Regions from separate parts of the Mus musculus genome. Here region 1 is linked to region 2. A link is a contact called in public promoter capture Hi-C data. All regions are on one chromosome and are shown on one strand. The core of a region is the stretch at or near the end of the contact, and the rest is flanking DNA. Distances in the headings are between cores, read along the strand shown.

Evidence for each region. Promoter capture Hi-C pulls out the DNA fragments that hold promoters and counts their contacts.
Region 1: a contact with region 2 is called in a promoter capture Hi-C map of 3T3-L1-derived adipocytes, with 4 times the contacts expected there. The contact joins the enhancer-like site here to the promoter of Tg in region 2. A contact is called at or near these places in 7 of 39 promoter capture datasets (the 3T3-L1 cell line, 3T3-L1-derived adipocytes, HPC-7-derived erythroid cells and 3 more), 2 of 115 datasets of contacts at active chromatin or transcription factors (large pre-B cells and thymic regulatory T cells) and 1 of 9 other capture datasets (embryonic stem cells).

Annotation. Positions count from the first base shown.
Region 1 is chr15:67,144,532-67,147,231 of GRCm38.p6, forward strand. The region is part of intron 2 of St3gal1 (ST3 beta-galactoside alpha-2,3-sialyltransferase 1); the gene reads right to left. Among named protein-coding and RNA genes, the nearest start is that of Gm31400, 24 kb to the right of the region's middle. Within about 2 kb of position 1,445, at least 158 of the 459 cell types and tissues checked have an H3K27ac peak or open chromatin away from gene starts, as enhancers often do. A contact at or near this core is called in 3T3-L1-derived adipocytes and thymic regulatory T cells, where this site is marked.
Region 2 is chr15:66,669,334-66,672,033 of GRCm38.p6, forward strand. Tg (thyroglobulin) reads left to right here and starts at 1,437. Exons shown (of 48, transcript NM_009375.2): 1 at 1,437-1,528; 2 at 1,976-2,084. The coding sequence starts at 1,459.

The DNA.
Region 1 (2,700 bases), core at 195-2,694, 480 kb after region 2:
ACTGCCTACTGTTAGCTGAATTTTTGAATAAATATAGGGGGCAGGCACTCCAGCACAGGCATTCATAGTATGTCTTCAGGCAACTGTCACTTCAGGATCTCTGCAATGGTGTCTGGGGAACTCCCTTCCTCCTCCCAAGGTGCAGCTATGTCTGAACAGGAAGGCCAGATTGGTGTCAGGTCCTAAAGAGTCTCATGGGTAGAGACACTTGCACCTTGGTTCAGCTCACACTCTGGGCATTCAGGCAGAGAGTCCTGAGGGAAAATGTTCCTAGCTGAGACTCCGTGGGCTCTGGGCTGGACCTGGGGTTTCCTGAGTTGATTTCTAGGTATCCTGGTGCTGCAGAAACAGCAGCACAATGCAGGAGACAAACTCACAGCTGTCACCAGCCTAAAGAGGGACTTCAGGAAATCAGAGGAGAGCAGGTGGCTCTTAGCAGCTGGTCACTCATGTGTACCCCACCTTTGCAATTACATTCTGTACATTTTGTACCTCGGAACATACTGGTGGTTCTGTCCCCCTGTGTCTCTCAATCTGGGTACAGAGGCAGGAGGAACTGGTTACTAAATACTCTAAGTCTCAGAAATAAGAAGCAAGTGAATTGCTGGAGTGACCAGTGGGGTTTGTTTAAAATGGCTTTAGTATGTGCACAGGACATTTAATGTATTTATAAATGCATATGATACACATAACACAATGGTAAAATGCAGTGCATATGACCCAGTGCTTTTGTGGACATACATATATGCATCACATGAATGAAGTAAGTACATGCACATCTATGCATGCATACAAGGTGAATATGTGTATAGAAATACATGCACACATGCATGTTCTGTAGCCTTTCTGATCTACTTGCCCCTTGGAGTTTTATTCTATTAACTTGTTAACTCTTAAAATCATCCTTCATGTAGGTCTTGTTATGTCAGTTTATAGAAAAAGGAAGTGAGGCATAGGAAAAACTTCAGCAGCTGGGTGTGTACATTGCAGCTGGGTGAGGAATTTCCCCGAAGATGCCTTTCCTGCCACATGCAAACCCATCCCTGGGGCACTCTCTCTCTCTCTCTGTGTGTGTGTGTGTGTGTGTGTGTGTGTGTGTGTGTATGACCCTCCCTTCCCTGGCTCATTCTCACATCTAAGTCATGGGTAGCTGATGAAGTGTGGCTTATGCTAGGAAGTTCTTCTGGACTTCAGGACATTTAGAAGAGCCAAAGCTATTTGGATTCCACCAGATGCTGGAATCTTGGAAGCCCCTGAATTCAAAAGGGATGTGGGCATTCCACCTCTCATGGCCCATAGGCATTCTCAATTTCTTGGAGCCCTGAAGTACCACCACCAGGTACAAATGACCCGCAGGCTCGGCAGACATTTGGAGCAAGCACCCACGAGCCACGCTTGTTGCAATAATCCTGTAGATTATCAACAACCCAAGATGACCCGAAGTGGGTCACAGTCCAGTGTAGCTCATTAACTGCTAGCAAACATCCTGTCCCACCCACATGCTAGCCCCTGAGGAATGCAAGATTGGAGAACAGGTTCTCGTTCTATCAGAAACAAACTCCCTTGACTCCATGCCCTGCCTCTTCTTTGTTTGACATCTCCTTGCTCCTGTTCCTCCATGACCTGGATACTGAGCCCCGAAGAAAAAAGATCCACTTGCCTGTTACACGATCTCACAGTGCTGTGGGATCTTCTTGGGTTTTTCTTCCCTGTCCCTCTCCCAGCCTCTTGTGATCATCTTCCAGCTTCTGTTCCCAATCTTCCTGGCTTCCTTCCCCAGCAAGGTCACAATTGCAAACAGGTGGGAGAAATTCTGAAAGCAGTTCCACTGGTCCTGGGAATGCATCCCCGGGACATAGTACAAACGAAGGAAAATGCTCACAACATCACAGGGCTGGTAACAGTAACCAGCGTGATCATATGTATTGATGTGCATGACACACAAGTACGCAGCAATAGAGGGATGGAAACTTCCAAGTTCTACTGTTGTTTGCTAGAATATTACACAACCACCATGCAGTGCAATGATTTTTCAAGGTGATTCCAGGAACACTTTTAGAGTGACTCTCCTTGACTCAAGCATAGGATTGAAGGGGGATGGGGAGAGACAGAGTCTGACCCGTAGAGGCCCTATTGAGTACACTGCCCATCTGCAGAGACTGCTAAGTGCAGGAGGGTGATTCTGTTCTAAAGGACAAAAAGCAAAAGCAAGTTTGCGTCACCAGCCTTAACTTAAAGGTCCTTTTCCTGCTTTTTTTCCCGATCGCCATTACTCTCAGCACAGAGGGTAATTTCAGTGCTTAGAAAAAGTGTTTACACAAAAACCATTGAGCAACATAGTGACGTGTCTTCCCCGAACAGCCTCTTGGACGAGCTGTGGGATGTAACACAAAGGCTTGCCAAATGGATCTCAGGCAGGCTGGCTCTGTTACCCTCCCCTTCCCCTTCCTCCTCCTCACCCAGCCATTGATTTCAGAAAGGGCTGAAAACTATTTGGGTGTGCTTGCTTAGTAAAGTGGAAGCATGTAGGAATGTAAGTAGTAGCTATTTGGGCCAGTATCGAGAAAGAGGAAAAGTTCCCAAAGTCAAAACACCTCAAGGCCACAGATAGAGGATCTTTGGTTTCCATTGGCTTAAAACTAGATCTGAGGTGGTGTCCAGGGTGGCAGGGACCTGAGGAGGCTGAAGAGGAAAGACAGA
Region 2 (2,700 bases), core at 187-2,686:
TAATGTTTCTGGTGTTTTCAGGAGTAGAGGCTGGGACGCAGACATACAGAAGGGAAATGCCACAACGAAGACAGAGATTGCCTGGCACCCATAAGCCACAGAGAGGAGACTCAGAAACAAACCCTGACACCTTCCTTTCAGTCTTCCAGTCCCCAGAGCTCTGAGGAGAACCTTGGCCATTGTGTAAGCCACTAAATCCACAATACTCTGTGATGGCAGCCCAAACCAGCTCGAATGGTTGACAATTTGGGGCATTTATGTCAAGCTGTGAAAGCCATAGTTAACCTGCCTGGTCTCTCCAACATCCCCTCTTGGTCTCTATCCAGTGCAGTGTGAGCCCTTGGTGTCTTCCCAGTGGGAGACAGGATCTCTTCCCACAATGCTGCTTCCTTTTCTTAAGGATACCATTATTCAGACTCTGTGCCCCTCCTCCACTCCACCCTTGAGACATCATTCACTGGCCTCTGCCCTTTGTCCTGCCCTGTGTTCTGTGTATTTGTCGTTGCCCCGCATAATGATGCCCTTTGCACATTGAGAAAGTAATAACAGCAATGGTGATGGTATGGACGAGCCGCCTTCCTCAATTCTTTGTTTGCTCCCTTGAAGAGAGCCTGCAGACAAGTAGGTATGCATGGCCACTATCTTCTCAGCTTCGTTTAGAAGAAGGACACCTCCTTCTTCTCAGGAATAATGGTCATTTTCATACATTACACAGGGGCAGCTGAGAAGGAGAGAAGCTGATCCTGACAGTGCATGGACATATGGGCCTTATGTGTGAAAGAATCCCACTGCCTGCCTCTGCTAGCTTGGCTTGGCAGGGTTAAGTCCTCAGAAAAGGGGGACTAGAGAAAGGTGTGCACATATACATGTGTGCTCATGCATGCAAGAGGTATACTTGGATTCCTTCAGTACGATTCTGAATTCAATATTAATGACAACAGAATTGTCCTGTTTTGTTTTCTGCCATGGCTTCATTTTCTACAGTATTACCTACAGATATTAGGCTTTAAACAGAAGGAAGGAAGGAAGGAAGGAAGGAAGGAAGGAAGGAAGGAAGGAAGGAAGGAAGGAAAGAAGGGGAGAGAAGGAGGAGACAGTGAGGGAATCAGGAGGAAGAGGAGGTATTTTATCTTCCACAGTTTTATGATCGAACTTCTGTCACTCCTAAGGGTACAGAACCCTGGCATTTGCCTGTAAAAAAAAGTTTTAATGCCAACCTCACATTTCTTGTCCCCATAGACTGGAGTGGTCACCCTACTGACCACTTGAGTATTCTTAGTGGGACCATACTCAAGAAGAAGGAGTTCCTGTGACTGGCAGAGAAAACAAAGTGAGCCACTGCCCTGTCAAGTGTCCTTGAACAGGAGAGCACTGCTTGCCACTGTGCTATAAAGGCTCCCTGATGAGTAGACTCAGATGGGACATTGCTCCTACCCCTTCATCCCAGTAGGGGACAGGATGACGGCCCTGGTCTTGTGGGTCTCTACTTTGTTGAGCTCAGTCTGCCTGGTAGCAGCCAACATCTTTGGTAAGTTTGCTAATGCTGAGGCTATGAGTTTGAGGAGGGAGGTTTCAGTCATATGGTTCAGCTAGGCTCTGGCCAGGGCCCTTAAGCATGCCTGATCTCATCTAACCTCACAAATGCCCAGAGGCTAGATATTTGCTCTTTGCTGCTCAGATGAAAGAGGTTCAGAGAGATGAGCTGAATCGCCTGAGGTCCCAGAGCTGGATATTGAGAGTAGTGATAAAAAGCTAGGAGAATGAAGACATTCCCATCACCTCCCAGGAAAGCACAAATGATTAAATGAGCTAAAAGTATCCTGGGGATGGAAATAATGGTTTCCAGTAAGACTGGGAAGGTGAAGACTGTAAAGTAAAGGTGTCTGTGTCAGGGGTGGGAGTGGGGTACGGGTGTAGGACTGGGAGGAAAGGGGCAGACCTGTACCCTTCTCACATATCACTTCCCTTCACACAGAGTACCAGGTAGATGCACAGCCACTCCGCCCCTGTGAGCTACAAAGAGAGAAGGCCTTTCTGAAGCAGGCTGAATATGTTCCCCAGTGCTCTGAAGATGGAAGTTTCCAGTAAGAGTGGCTATATTAGGAGCTCCAGGGTCCTAAAATACCCTGGAGAACCTCTCACATCTTATCCCTGTTATCCCCAATTGTATGGATAAGGTCCTCAGACTCCTGGCCTATGTTGTCATTTTCCGGGGGGAGGAGCTCCTTCTCTATCCTCCCATCTAGGTATTTTGTTGGAGAGACTCTCCATTGAGGGGCTCTCCCCCAATTCTTGCTGAAACTTTATCATAATTGCTTTACAACATAGTGTGTATGGCTTTTCATGAGAAAGCCCAGATAGAGGCAAGGGTGCTCAAGGCCCCCAACCCCCAATTCTCTGGTAGGGCAAAACAGCAACTGCCCCTTACTTGGGCAACCCAGTTTTCATACCTTGCCTGGGCTGCTAGGCCATTTCCCTCCAGGGAACTCTTCTTTGAAAGGAGCTTTTGCAGGTACCCAGACAAATCAGAGGTCCTGGGACTGTATTCCTCCCTGTAGATGAGACTATCGTCTAAATTCCTCTTCTCTATGGTGCAAGAGACCTTATTCCCCTCTGCTGTGGAGTTACATGCAGAGTCCTCACCTCTAGCTATGGAATACTCTTCCTGCTTCTGTATCTTACTCAAGCTTCCTATAGGCC